2 separate regions of the Anser cygnoides genome follow, and region 2 is linked to region 1. The links are chromatin contacts, called in public Hi-C maps. All regions are on one chromosome and are shown on one strand. The core of a region is the stretch at or near the end of the contact, and the rest is flanking DNA. Distances in the headings are between cores, read along the strand shown.

What was found. Hi-C and Micro-C count contacts between places; a contact is called where the count stands out from the background.
Region 2: a Hi-C map of liver shows a contact between it and region 1, with 2.1 times the contacts expected there. The contact joins the promoter of HDDC2 here to the promoter of TRMT11 in region 1. A contact is called at or near these places in 3 of 7 Hi-C or Micro-C datasets (granulosa cells and liver).

Annotation. Positions count from the first base shown.
Region 1 is chr3:65,699,729-65,706,911 of Taihu_goose_T2T_genome, reverse strand. TRMT11 (tRNA methyltransferase 11 homolog) reads left to right here and starts at 1,715. Exons shown (of 13, transcript XM_048065611.2): 1 at 1,715-2,049; 2 at 2,947-3,012; 3 at 3,741-3,814; 4 at 5,530-5,611; 5 at 5,701-5,793; 6 at 6,461-6,595. The coding sequence starts at 1,972.
Region 2 is chr3:66,026,450-66,034,225 of Taihu_goose_T2T_genome, reverse strand. HDDC2 (HD domain containing 2) reads right to left here and starts at 3,800. Exons shown (of 5, transcript XM_066994324.1): 1 at 3,640-3,800; 2 at 3,322-3,443; 3 at 2,297-2,399. The coding sequence starts at 3,702. LOC136790456 (a long non-coding RNA gene) reads right to left here. Exons shown (of 2, transcript XR_010830395.1): 2 at 6,238-6,754.

The DNA.
Region 1 (7,183 bases), core at 466-2,965:
GTTGTATAGCAGCAAGTTAGCAATTTGCTTTCAGCAGCCTAAAGCCCTAAGTCAGCAGGGATGCTTGGAGAGCCACAGTACATCGTAGTGGATGATGACAATGAAAGGACAATCCAATGGCAACGTGATGGATTAGCTGATTATTTGTGATTTCTGTCCAGAACAGCTATTGTTTTTATGAAAGCTTTGTTTTTTTTTATCCTTCTCACCTGTTTTCTCTCCTGCGAGCGTCCCGTTAACTTGCCGAGTTGAAGTTCCACAACAAAAACCTCTTCCAAGGCGGTGTCCAGGCGCTTTTCCACGCGGAAGCGAGCAGCACAGCCCGTCGGACGGCCGGGTCTCATTCCAGCAGCGTGATGACCACGTCGTCGTCTTTTCCTTGCCAGAGCATCTCGCCTTCGAAGCGGACCAGGCCGTGCTTCCTGGCCCTCAGCAGGATGCCCACCACCTTGTTGGAGATGGTCACGTAGGTCTCGAAGAGCTGCCCGAAGGTCACGCTCACGCGCCCGTCGTCCCCGGTGCGCCCCGTGTTCCTGATGACCAGGCACAGCTCCTCCACCTCCCGCCCCACGTGCGAGTGGGCGTCCTTCCCCCGCTGCTCCGTCCGGGAGCCCTCAGGGGGCCTCCCGTAGGCGGGATCCCCTCTGGGAGCCAGCGCAGGCTTGCAGGGCAGCCCGCCCTCGCTGCTGAAGGGGTTCCTCCTCTGGTACTCGCTGCGGCCCTCCGCCCAGCTCTGCCAGCTCCTCCGCAGGTCGCCCACCGCCCCGGCGCTCTCCTCGCCCTGCCCCTCGCACCCACCGCGCTCCATGCCCCAGCGCGGGCCAGGCGCACGGCCCGGCCGCGGCGTGCCCCGCCAGCCCTGCGGGCCTCGGGCCGGGGGCCGGGGGCGAGGCTGCCGAGGACGAGCCGCTGAAGCACCCCGGGGAACGCAGCGCCGGGACGCGGCCCCAGCCCCCCGGCCCCTCACCGAGCGGCGCCGCCCCCGCAGCGCCCGCCCCCCCCAGCGGTTCCTCCCACCCGCTGCGGCGCTGAGCCTGGGCTGGCCCTGGGTCCTCCCCGGGCTCTGGGAAACCAGCAGGAGCCCGGCCCAACGCCTGGAGCAATTCTCCCCAGGGGCTGCCCAGCGAAGCGCTCCTTCAGGCGCCCGGCTGCATCAGGATCCTCTTCTCGTCTTCACGCCGACTCCAGTCTGAGTGCTGCGGGATGAGAAGCTCTCCTCAGCAGGAGGCTACGCAGACACCGCAAGACCGCAGCCCGTGCCTGTAAGCAGCAGGTCACGAGCAAAGCCTGACCCGTGCTGAGAACCACAAATCCCCAAATCCGCACGGCACGTGCAGGGGGTCCGGGACACGGGGCGGCTGCTGGGCAGGGCTGCTCCCGTGAGAGGCTTACTGAAGGCTGGGTAAGCCGGGCCTTCCAGCTCAGCGTAACGGGGTCAGGGAGCACGGGATTAGAGTCTTGATATATCCTAACATCAAGTTTGGATATTAAAATATAATAAAAGGATAACTGGCAACACAAAAATCATTGTTCCTCTCTCCGGGTAGCTGTATCTCTGCCCCTTTCCTGGCAGTCTGTTAGGAACGCTCCGCTTCTACGCCCATGTCACAGCCGCCACCCTGCTTCACACACACACACACACACCCCAAAAAGAAAAAACAAAAAAAAACCACCAAGCACGCAATTAGACGTACGTTTAATTAGTCACAAATTACACACGCGTACCGACACACACGGAAACCGCAGAAGGCTGAGGCGAAGCCGAGACAAACGCCGCTCACCCGTCACCTAGCGGGGCAGCTCCGGCGGGTGGGGGCCGGGCACAGCCACCCCTGCCTCAGGCCCCCTGCGGGGCGCCGAGGGGCAGCTCCTTTCCCTTCCCTTCCCTTCCCGTGCCGAGCCGAGCCGAGCCGAGCCGGCCAGGCCCGCCCGGCGGCGCATGCGGGGCGGGGAGGCGGGAGCCGTCCCGAGATGGCGGCGCGGCCGCCGGTGCCGCTGGGTCGGTTCCTGCTGCTGCTGGCGCAGGAGCACCTGGAGTTCCGCCTGCCGGTGAGCGCCCCGCGGGCGGGCGGGGGGGGCGCTGCCCTCGGGGGCTCCCCCCCGGCTGCAGCCGGGGACGGCCTGGGGGCGGGCGGCGTGCCCAGGACGCGGCCGCCTGCCTCGGGGCCGCCGCTCGGGGCCGGGGCGCGGGGCCGGGCGCAGCCTGGAGTGGGAGGCTGGGACGCTGCGTGGGGGGGGAAGCTGTGGAGGCAAACCCCTTCCAGCACCTCGCTGTCTTTCCTCTCGCAGGGATCTTCCCAGTGCCTGACCCAGGCTGCTGCTCGTCGTCCCCGTAGTAAACAAACCCAGTCATTGCCTTCCTTCAGCACGGCAAGCTTTAGCACGCGGAGAGATCCTTATCGCCCCGCTCTCCGTCTCTCTAAGTCTTTCCTCGCAGGCCGTGTTTTCTGCGCTTCTGCTTCTTGTCGCTTTCCTTTAGGCAGTATTAACAGCAGCGAAAGATGAATGCGGGAATGGAAAACACTGGGATTTCCTTACTGAAATCTTGCGTTTGATCTTGCTGTACGTTGTACAGCTTTGCATAACCTGTCAGTAACTTATTCATTTGCAGCTGAGTTCTGAGAAATACAGTCAGCTATTTTTACAGCAGAAGAGTCTATTTTTTTTTCATCTCGTAAGTACTACATACGAGCTGAATTTAATTGTAAACCTCTGCCCTAGCCACACAATTACGCTAAGATTTTTTCATTGTTGGTTTTCACAATAAATCCGTAGTAAATGCCATTCTTTCTTCTATTGCTAAGTTTTTGTTTATAATCCCTGTAGAGGTCACGTCTGCATTAAAACTTGTAATATGCTGTTCTTTCTCTGATACATACATATATATATAAAGTTTAAAATGTTGGTGAATACTCCTAAAGCCTGACCTTTTTATTTTCACTTTAGGAAATAACATCTTTGCTCTCGCTCTATGGGGGACAATTTAGCGATCAGCAGGAAATTTGTGTAAATGTAAGTGGGGACCAAATATTTTACTTGAGTGCACGTATGATACGCAAATATGCCCTTTATGATATTTTTATTTAAAGTGTGTAACCGAATATATTTTGAAGTTTCTTAGGAAAATAAGCTGTCTTCCAAAAATGAGCAATTCTGAATTTCAGTTCAGATTTTGAGTTTAGGAAAAGATGCACAAAAAGCACATCGGGATGTCTTCACTTAGCTATATAGAAAGAAATTGTGCCATCTACTGGGAGGCTCGTTTCTTTTCAGAATAGCTGAACCATGAACGCATTTTAGTAGGCCGTGTGAATTTAGTGTTTACCTCTAATTTGATGAGACAGTATATCCAAAAAAGTGAAGCTGGCAAGCTATATGATTCTGGTCTCAATGCTTAGTCAGAAAACATTACTAGCTTTTTGTTGTTAGTTTTGTTTAAGTAGGTGTTATGATTCCTTAGAGGATGAATAATCGAGAAAATTGTAAACAAACATAATATTTTTACCAAATCTAAGATATGGTGGGGAAATTGAATTTGCAATAAAGGTTCTTGGCTATTCAACCAAGATTTAATTTTACCTTAAATTAAATGTTTTATCCTCACATTCCCTGTACTGTTAACGTGTTTTTTTTCTTCAGCATGTATGTTCTGTTTTGATACAACAGAATTGTGTAATTGTGTAATACATGTAACATCCTCCAGGTAGGCATTTGCATCACTCATCTTCTTTTTATTTCAGTCTCCGTTTTGGATTCTCAATATTCCTTCAGAAGAGATGGCAAGGAGAATAATGAAACGGACAGTATGTGCAAAGTAAGAGGTGAAAAATCTTGAAAATGATAAAGTAGGCTGTAAAAAACTTTCGCTATATGAGGGAAAATATTAATTTTGTATGGAGTCTTAAGACTTATGGGGTCCTAAGTCTTAAGTCACTGCTTACCTCTAGAAATAAAGAAGTATTGTCGGACCCTATAGGACCGATTACATAGTATGCCTGTCCTTTTTACTTAATTTACAGTCAGCACCAGGTCTTGAAGCACTGTTTTTCACTGCAGAGCCAGTACTCGTCTTGTAGTGTCAATGACTTCCCAGTTGACTTGAACACTGTTTAGTTAGTGGCTCATTTTAAAACACATATGGAATTAAAAGATAAGAACAGTGATAGGTAAAAACTGAAAATCAAGTTTAGAAGGGAATGGTATGAGAAGATATATATTCCTTGTCATATGTGCCTGAGGAATTAAAGCACAACAGAACAGCTTACAGGCGTTCTATATGGCATGCTCTTTCAAACAATACATACAACTGTCGTATGCTTATTTTATGTAGAAAGCACGACTTGCCCACTATTTTTTTCTGCCCTTTTACCTCCTATGGGGAGTTACGTTAGCATAAGATTGCTGGAGCATCTCAATTGCACTGCTAATGAAAATTAAAAGCTCTGAAGCATATACTTATCTAAATAAACTCTCAGCAGCATGTTGTGGGCTTTTATTTTTTTATTTTTTAGATAATTAAGTGTAAAGGTAAGAAGTGAGCCTGAATTGCTTCTCCAACAGCAAAATAAAACTCAAAGATGAATACTTGGTTGTCCCTAGTATAGCCTATGTTGTTAGCTTTTCCATAGCTCCATCTATAAATATAGTTTAAATTCTTAAAGTAAATAGAAACAGATGCTTTAAGAAGAAGTTACACACTGTTAAAATTTACTCTTTTTTCAGGGTAAATGCAGGTTAGAAACGTAGCCCTAAATATTTGTCAGGAAAGGAATACTGTAACTAAATGGCCTACCACTGACCCTTGTCACTTAGTAAAGTGTAGTTCTCTTTTACATTTCTGTGAGTGAGCTAAATCTTTGAACGCTGGGAAGTTTTTCCCTTAGGGAGTCAACCACCATCCTTGTAAAAGTACTGCATGCCACCGCTGATCCTTAAAGGTTGTCTTTGTGTATGGTGTGTGTTACAAATACACATAGGAATGTCTAACAATATGCAGTGCCATGAGGGTTCCTGTTGTAGGATTTTTTTCTTTGATATGGATAGGGCACTTGGGATATCTGAATGCTGGAGGGAAGGTCTGTGATGTGGTGTGTGGTGGTGTGCCTTCACTGCAGTAGCATCAGTTCTATCATCTTCCAAGGCAATGCTTTCAATGAAGCCAGCAATATGGAAACAACAACAAAAGTGTAAGAAACAGCATAGTGCTAAAAAATCTTAAAATGTCAAACATCTTAGCTAAATCTTCAAATGGGATAGAACCACTGATTATAACTCTGGCTACATAAGACAGACCAAACAAAAAAGCATCTTTGATGCATCAGCTTAGGATAAAAGAAAAAGTATTTCCCTGTTCAGAACAAAACTTAAATGTGTGCTAAGACATAAATAACATCCTCCTTTACCCCCATGAAGCCTAAGCATGTTGGCCAAGAAGGATTGGTGAGAAGGAGTGTCTGTAAGGCATTTCCCTCTTCCCTTCCCCTTCGCCACTTCTGTCTTACTGCACTCTAAAAATATTGGTATTTTCAGGTCTATATTTGAACTGTGGGGTCATGGCAGGTCTGCAGGGGAGCTGTATGCATCTTTGAAGAACTACCCAATGGACAAGATGGTATGCATGTGAAGAATTTAAAACTGTTTTCTTCTTCACAGTAGTTAACACTGCAACTGTATTAATGAGAATCTTTGCCATTTTTTCAGCTTCCATATCTACAGCCCGACTCTACATACAAAATACGTATTCATACTTTTAACAAAACACTGACCCAAGCACAGAAAATAAAGAAGATAGATGTAAGTAGATGTTTAAGGTACCATCAACATTTATTTTTATCTATTTATGTTGTTCTTATTCAATGCTATCAGTATTCTCTAAGATGTATTGAATTTGGGGTTTCCTGAATATCTTAAAGCAGTTTACAGCTTATGTCTCGTCACCTGTAAATGAGATCTTTCTGTCTGACTTAACATGTCCGTGAATTCCTGCCTTTGTGTTTGTTTTTTTTTCCTAGGCAGATCACATAAGGCATATATAAAGACAAACAACTGTCACATTGCTGATTTATAGATGCAGAAATTTAGGCTTATGGCCTAGAACTATAAGTTTCATAGAGAGTTAGATGCCAGTTTTAAGAAAATCTCTTATCTCCGTATTAGACATTAATTGTTGGATTATGTGGAACAGCCGGTCCGCTGACTTTAGTTGCAAGCTGTGGATTGTTTGCCAATTTTTTGTTCTGTCCTTATGTTTCTGTCTGTACTTGTGTTCTCCTCCTAATTACATCACTATTTTAATTAGGATTTTTTTCTAAGTTACTGTTTTTGCTTTTCCACGCTCTGTTTTTAGTCACTGTTGATTCTGTAGAATTTTAGGGGGGTTAGGTTTTCTTTTTTGGGGGGACACGTATTTTAAAAACTTGACCTAGAATGTGTAGACTGTTTTTTTTTTTTTTTTGCATAGGCTCTTGAATTTCTGCCATTCAACGGAAAAGTAAATTTAAAGAATCCAGAACACGTCTTCTGGATTTTGGAAGATTATGGAATGGACCCTAATAATGTTCCAGAAGAGCCCTTTGATCTGTATTTTGGTAGATGGGTGCGTAAGTACAGTTGCTTCAGTTTTTGAGCTTGTGTATTCAGAAGAGTGTTCTTCAATTTAAAATGTGAAAGTTGCCTTGAGCTTTAATGGAAGCATAAAGTATAACTATGACTGAATATATCACTGCATAAAACAGTGATACAAGTCTTGAAAATCCTTACTGTGACTAACCAAAAGCAGTTTCATTTAGCAATGTAAAAACACGTGGAAAAAATGGTTGTAAACAGCACCAATGTCTCCACACAGCTATGGTATTGTAAATCCAGGTGAAGCTAAAAGCACCAGCAACCTGTTTCAAAATGTGAAGAAATGTTAACAGGAACAGTAGATGGTTTGCCACCATGCTGACTTGCATCAGCCCTGCTGGAGCATTCTGCAAGTGCTTCAGGTGGTCCTAATGAGTGCCTCAAGAGAAAGGTATGGACGGAGCTTTTGGACTCAGCAGTTACCATGTAGTTGTGAGTTATCACGGGCTGAGACTTTGGACCACAGTGGGTCCAGCCCACAAGTCAGTGCACGTGTGGGAGGACACTGACAGTGCTGTGCTGCTCACACACAGTAAGGGTCATTTTCAAAAGCTGTCTA
Region 2 (7,776 bases), core at 2,551-5,050, 330 kb before region 1:
TGGGTCAGCTGCTGCATAGCTGCCTGAAAAATAGAAGCCATTTGTACATAGCCATTTTTGAGTGAGTGAAAATATACTCAATTTATCACTTTTTTTCCTGAAGAATTAATTACCTGTTACCAAGTTTGTGGAAACATATACTACACAACATATTACTTGAAAGTGCATGTGTACATGAAATCTTCCAGAGGAACAGAAGGACCACTTGGTAGAGGATCTTTTATGAGACCATTTAAGTGAATTGCTAGAAAGCTAATCTGAAAAATTAAAAAATAAAAATATCTTCAAGAATCCAAAAAGAAGCCCAGAGCAAAACAGGCAAGTCAAATAGCTCTGCCTTCCAGATTTAACAAGTCAAGGCAACATTTGTACTTACTGGGAAGATTATAGGTACAGTTCATAGAAGTAGCTTTAAAATCTGAATTCCTAGTGCTGACAAACAACTGTCCTCACCCAAACTCACAACTAGCCCATTTGCACTAGTAGGGCTGACAACAGCTACTGACACAGGCAATGCAACATAAGCCTTTAAAAAATATCTGATTTTGAAAAACAGACAACAAAAATCCATTTAATACTCTGCAGCAATAAAACACAGTACTCCCAGACTGAAATACCATCTGCTCACCAACAGTTTTGGTAGAAGATTTAACACAATATCGAACTGATGGTATTACCAGCAAGCAGAAATTGTTCTGCATGCTCTTTGTATTCTCCCAGCTAATCAGTCTCGTTTCTACTGTTTTCCTAGCAACACTTAGGGCTGCTTCTGAAACGATCAACATCACAGGGAAGACAAAGGTTTTATGCCATAATTGTTTCTCCACTTGAAACGTAGGACACAGTTATGCAATATGACTGAGCTGAATCAGCTACTCCCCATCACTGGGGAGCACCTTTCAGCTCAGATTTCATCAAAATTTGATGTTAGCAGGGCAAAATGACAGGTAATGCCAAAAAAAGGTAGGATTTTTTTTGTTGCCTTTTTTTTTTTTCCGGTTTCTTTGTTTCTTTTAGTTTTCTGCTGCCTTAGCCTTAGTGAGACTAGCTGATTAAACAATGCACAAGCAGACTAGCTTGCTCTACAGCTTACACTGAGCTGGTTGTGAAAGGGAAAAAGAGAACTCAGAAGCAGCAGCAGCATATGGATAATTCAGTACAAGCTATCTAAGCTCATGAAGCTGTTACCCTTACTGTATTTTTACAGCAAAGTATTTAACAGTTAATTTAAGTGTTTAATGCTTGATGCTGCTTCCTACTAAGTCAACAAAAAAGCCCTTAGCGAGCTAAATGAGATCTGCAAGGAGCTGCAAATACTGAAGAAAAAAATAACATTCTTAGGCATCAAAACACTTTTTTCATTTCCTAAATACAAATTAGAATTTCCTCTATTGAACGTGAACCCTGAAGGCTTTAGGGAAAGAGGTGTTTTTTTTATTCAATGTAAGGGCACACTAGAAAGTACACTGAAATAAAAAAAAAAACTAAAATTATAGTCAGTAAAGATAGTACTTCAAGAACACTGAATACTGCTTTGATCTTTAAGTTCCACTTCCTTAGCAAAAAGCTTACTCCTAGAATTAATCATAACCCTCACTCCCAAGTTTTAAAAAAGTATGCATAAAAGTGGGGAAAAAGAAATCACTGCAACGTTTTTTACACTTTGAAGAGCTAATGGTAGCCTCAAAAGAAATTCCGAGGCACCATGTTGCCCTCTAGCTGTAACTGAAGGAGTGGTTTACATTTTCTTCAAATAAAACATCAAACTAGGAACGATAAGCCAAGAGTTTGGATATGTACAAGGCCAAAAATAAAATAATTCTAGCCACACTGCACTCAGGAATGAATGACAAAAAGAAATGATACCTGTGTTTGGAGTCCTGTGCAAATTGTTAAAAACAAACAAACAAAAAAACAGTGTATGTCACTATCAAATTATCTGGCACCACACATCTGCCATTAACCATCACATGCTATTATCAGTGAACCTACTCCCTGCTCCTTCCTGCTTGATAAGGCTGTCAGCAGGACTAACTTAGGCTACCAAAAATACTGCTAGCTTGGGAACAAATTATCAATGTGATTACTTCAAAGATTCTCCTTCCGTAACTTTGTACTTTGTTATGTTACATGTTAAAAAAATATTAAAACAAGCTGAAAACTTTGGGTGTTAGTGGCCTACTTGTGCAATGCCAATGACAGTGTTAGGTTGCTTTGAGGGTCTCTTCACTACCAGCAGAGCATTTAAAACATTCAAAATGCTTGGCAGATGTGGTTTCACAGCTTATGTCTATACCTCTTCTCTCCTGTGTTTCTCCTCTTTTGAGATGTTGTCTGCAGGAGCAATATCTCCAACAATGCATTCAGCCATATCATGAACCAACGCTAATCGTATGCATCTGACAAAAAGCAAAGACAGAATAATCATTTTTTCAACATTTTAAGTTATGTCTTATTATTCATAAAGCTAAGAGCCCCCATAATTTATCCCTTTCATATATAGAGAGAGATTTTACATAATACATTTCACTTCTTTGCTAAGGGCCTAAGGGCCTTGTTTTCCATTTAGACATGATTTTAATTCCCAATTTCTATCTCCTGCTGCTTGTAAATATAGATATAAGTAAAAATATAGTTTGCACAATAGCATACAATTCAAAAGTAATGTATGTAGTTTTCACATCTCAGAAAACCAAGCATACAAGAGCTACCTACATTATACACTTCACATTATCCCTGTAACAGGTAGAACGTAATCTGCCGCCACCCCAAATTCAATTTATAAGCTGACAAAACATGCTTGCAGCTAAGCAGCTATGTCAGCCTGTAGCACAATCCTCAAGAAAGCCTTCACTGCTTTCATCAGCTCCTGAAGTGACAGCAAATATGATCCCATACTGTACTTGACAACTCGTTCAATACTAATGATGCTCTCTCTTCTATGCTGTATGATTTATGAGGCTCCCGATTGCTGCTGAGTGCTAACTCAGCCTGCCCAAATCCACCGAGAATGTCTTTGCCTTTGTTGTCTGTTGCTTCAAACTGCCTTTTACCGGGATGCCTTCAGCTTGCTTGTCTCAGGCTTGAGGGAAAGCCAGCTCAGAGCCTCAGCACTCTGATTTTAGTGATAAAAAGCCTTCGTCCCGTTCACCTCTCCAGGTAAACAGCTCAAAGGATGGAGGGAAGGGATGTGGGGAAAGCACTTCAAACACCGTCGGTGGGCCTTAAGAGCTCCTCCTCAGCAGGACGGCTGCTCTGAGCGCTGTGCCCGCAGCTCCCCCGTGGCAGCACCAGGCAGGGGAACCAGAGGGTCTCTCTCACCTGTCCTTGTTCAGGTTTTTGTCCTCGGTCACCAAGGCCATCATCGCCATCCTGTACATGTGATCCGACACGCTCTCTGGCTTTGCCACGTTCCTGTACACCCATCCCGTCCGCGGCACCCTCTGCGGGAAGGGAGCACCGCGGTCACTTAAAGGGGGAAACCTTAGGTTTTGAAGCGACACGTGGGCAAATTCCGCCCCGCTGCCACCTCGGCGCTCCGAGGCACCTGGATCTGCAGCCGGCAAGCCCCCGGCCCCCCCCGGCCCCCCCCGGGCACCTCTCCCCCGCCGCCCTGCCCTCCCGTCCCCGGCCCGGCACCTTGAGCTGCCCCAGCAGCCGCAGGAAGGCGAGCAGCCCGCCCCCGCTGCCCCCCGCCGCCATGGGCCGCCCGCTCCGCTTCCCGAGCGCCCTCCTCCTCCTCCCCTTCCTCCTCCTCTTCCTCTTCCTCCTCCTCCTCTTCCTCCCGGCCGCGGAGCACGGCCTGCCCCGGGGGGCTGCCGCGGCAGCTGGCCAGCACCTCCCCGAAGGCCGGGGAAGGGGAGAGCCGCCTGGCGGGCGTGGGTGTAAGGTCCAGCGGGGAGTTTTTACACCCAGATCTCCGGCTCCCCTGTGGCTATTACCTAATCGATTAACCGCAATCAGTACTCTAATAATAACAGCTCAGGCCGAGGAGGAAAGCAACGGGAGAAGTCCGGGTGTTTGTGGATGTGACTGCTGTGATAACGGGAACGTGGTGACTTACCACGGCCGCAAAAACAGAAGAAGAAATCCTTCCATGTGCAGGAAAGGAGTAGATAAGATTACAAGGGGATAATTACCTGACCCAAATCACAGAGACACAGAATGGGTGAGGTTGGAAGAGACCTCTGAACATCATCTAGTCCAACCCCCTGCCGAGCAGGATCACCTAGAGCACATTGTGCAGGGTGGCATCCAGGCGGGTTTTGAATATCTCCAGAGAAGGAGACTCCACAACCTCTCTGGGCAACCTGTGCCCGTGCTCTGTCACCCTCACAGTAAAGAAGTGCCTTCTCATATTCAGAAATTGCTAGCAATTCTTCAGTAAATTGACAATAAAGAGACGGACTAAGAGTAGACTTTCAATTTTAAGTCCACTGGACCTGGACCTGGAATGGCCTCTTTACACTCATTGTGTAATGTCCAGCACACAACTGATGTGCAGAAACAGCAATAATTAAAGGGCAGACAGCAGTACTGGGGGTGGTGAGAGGGGACAGGAGCCTTAATTACTCCAACGATGTGACACAAGTATACATACAGGTCACATAACTCTCCGTTGCGATGAAAGGGTCAGAAATGAAGTGTAACCACAGGCTGCACAATCTTTCCTCATCAGTATGTTTTCTTCTGATTAAATTCCCTACACTTGACAAGCTTTTCTTCAAATCTTAAAATTGCCACAAAGGTAGAGGAGTAGAAGCTGGGCTGTTATTGATATAGGCAACAGCGACAATTCTTGGTGAGGCCTTCTCTGTGAGTAGCTCATAGTTGGTCAAAACTGATCATATCAATGACCACTTAAGCATGTAGCATGCTTTTTCTTTTCCTCTTTTTTTTTTCCTAAAACAAACAAACAAAAAAAATCATCATAGTAAATGGAAGAAGCTAATGTAATTATTCAGAGAAAAGAGTGTTGTTATCACAGTTGCTGCACTAAGAGATTTAAGGTTATAGACTCCTGAAATCTGGCTACAGTCACTTCTCCTCACTTTTGCAAGTTAAATAAAAACACCAAATAAATACACTTAAATAAATAAATACACTAAATAAATAAATACACTAAATAAAAACACTTTGCAATCTGTAGCTTTTCAAAATGCATTGCATTTCTTTGTTATTTTTATATTACCAATTGAAATAGCAGACAATGGTTTAAATGTGGCAATTAAATATTCCGCTTTCAGTAAAGAACATCTGCAGTTTGCCAGATATCAACAGATGGCAGAGTATTTTTATTTTTTGCTCCCGTGTATACTTAAACACACTCCCAAATAAATAATACAGCCCAGATGCATTTTGGTCGCAATTTAAAAGCTATCTTCCCACAATAAACAAGGGAAGACATCAGTTTTACATTTGTATACAATCATAGAAATGTTGGTTGGAAAGGACCTTTGGATATTGCATAGTCCAGCCTCCCCACTGAAAGTAGGTCTGATTACAGTGTTGCCTTGACAGCTCTCAAAACCATCCAACCCTGGCTCTCCCCCCCAAAACAAAACAAAAGAAAACAGAACAACAACATGTTATTTGTCTGGGTTAACTGTCTTCTAAGTAAATAATATCCTCCTTGAACCTCCCAAGCCATTTCTGGCCGTTGGTTGTTGTTCTGTTGCCTACTATTACCAAGAAGAGTTTAGCTCTGTCCTATTTGTAAACCCCTTCAAGTAGCTGTAGGCTGCTACTATGTGACCCCTCGCATTCTTCAACAGACAAGACAGGCCCAGCTCCCTCAGCCCCCAGCGGAAGTGATTTAGATTGTGATCATCTTGGTAGACCTTCTCTGTAAACACTCCACTTGAACTGAAGCAGCACACTGTCCTGGCAAGGCCTCACCACCAGCAAGCAAAGGGGGACAGATCAACTATCCCCCTCTGTCAACTGGCCATGCCCCTAATGTAGGCCTACTCAGTGGTTTTGCCTTCTTTGGGATGAGCACGCTGTTGCTCATATTGGACTTTGGGTTTCACATAACCCTAGGTTCTTCTCAGTAGAGCTGATCCCCAGCTCCATTTCTTCACATCTGATACCAACAGAAGGGCTTATTCTGTCTTGGGTGCAGGGTTGCACATTTCTCCTTGAACATGTTAAGCCTTCTGGCAGCCCAGCCCTTAAATTTCTCGAAGTCTCTCAGAAATGAAGCTCTACTTTTTAGCGTGTCAATCATTCCCCCTACCTTAGCATTATCTGAAAGTAGGCTGTGGGTATGTCCTGTCTCACTGTCCAGGTTTTTGATGAAGATAACGAACCATGTGAGCCCTAGTAACAACCCCTAGAGTATTCAACTTGCTGTAGGCCTTCAGGAAGGTTATCAAGCCATCAACTGCTACCCACTGAGCTCAGCAGTACAGGAGGTTTTCAGTTCATCTAACAGCCAGCTTGCTCATGCCATATTTCCTCAGTTTGCAAGTGAAAATGCTGCAGGAAATTATTTCAAAAACTGGACTGAAGTCAAGATCTGTTATATCCACTTGCTTTCTCCTTCTCCATGTAGCCAGCTACTTCATCATAGGATGCAGTCAGGTTGGTCAAATATGATTTGTCCTTCATAAATCCATACCAGCTGTTTTTGATTGCCTTCTTGTCCTTCACAGGTCTCTTTCCACCAGAGCTTCATCAGCTTTCTTTATCTTGCAGTCTTTCTGGCTGCAAACGGATTCTTTCTGGTTTCTGGGCAGTAGTTGCATACCTTCTGAACTTAGACAAACACAAAAATAACGCAGAGTAATTTAATTTGTATTTTAAATAAGATGTTGTGTCTAGTTCAACAGTGCTATTTTTAAGTCTAACTAATAGCAGATATTTTGCCTTTTAACCCTTTCTGAAGGTTTCTATTCAATGTTTAATATATACAGCTCTTTAAATCTTATAACCCACTTGCTTTTGCAATTTCTTTAACACTTTTTTAACATGGATAGGTCTTGTACAATACACATAAGGAGGCATGTTTTTCAGTTTTGTGTGATAATTTCTTTGCCATCGGTGTCCTTAAGATGCATTTCTGGAACCAATTCTCCTGTGACATTAATGAGGCTATGTTGCAGTCCCCAGCTGTGGCTGTCCTATAGGTTTAGAGAATGCTGTCAAACTCAGCATGCCCACATACACAGTTTGATTTTCTATTGCACTTAAGAACTCTGCTCCATTTGAAGCCTTTGGAGCTGTGAATGCTCTGGAGACCTGAAGTTTCCAGCAACATTGAGAAGAATAGAAAGCCTCTATGTAACAGTTGCTGAACACGGCAACAACATCATTTCACATACCCATGGGGAACAATTTCCCAGGCATCAGCTAAAAATAATGCTGTGAATTACTTCTTTTCAGCATGTAATACATTTATTTAAATACATACATTTGAACATACTGTTTATGTGGATAAAATATACATGAGATACACTTGTACTTAATGCAACCCTTGTAATTCTTTAAAATTTTTAGGCAAACAGAACTGCTTATTTACAGTATTTTTCTACCCCATCAGTACTTTCTCCCAGGTTTCTACCCTGGGACAATACTAGAGCTATAATTCATGAGTATTTTCAAGTACTAATCATATGCATTGTGAATAGTATTAAATACATACAACTTTTGTAGGGCTGGGGGACCATAATATAGTACAGATTTTAGCTCTTTTAAAATCTAATGTAATTTTACTTTTGACTAAGCAGCCTGAAAACAGCAACAAATTTGGGATGCCCAGGTCCTTACAATTTT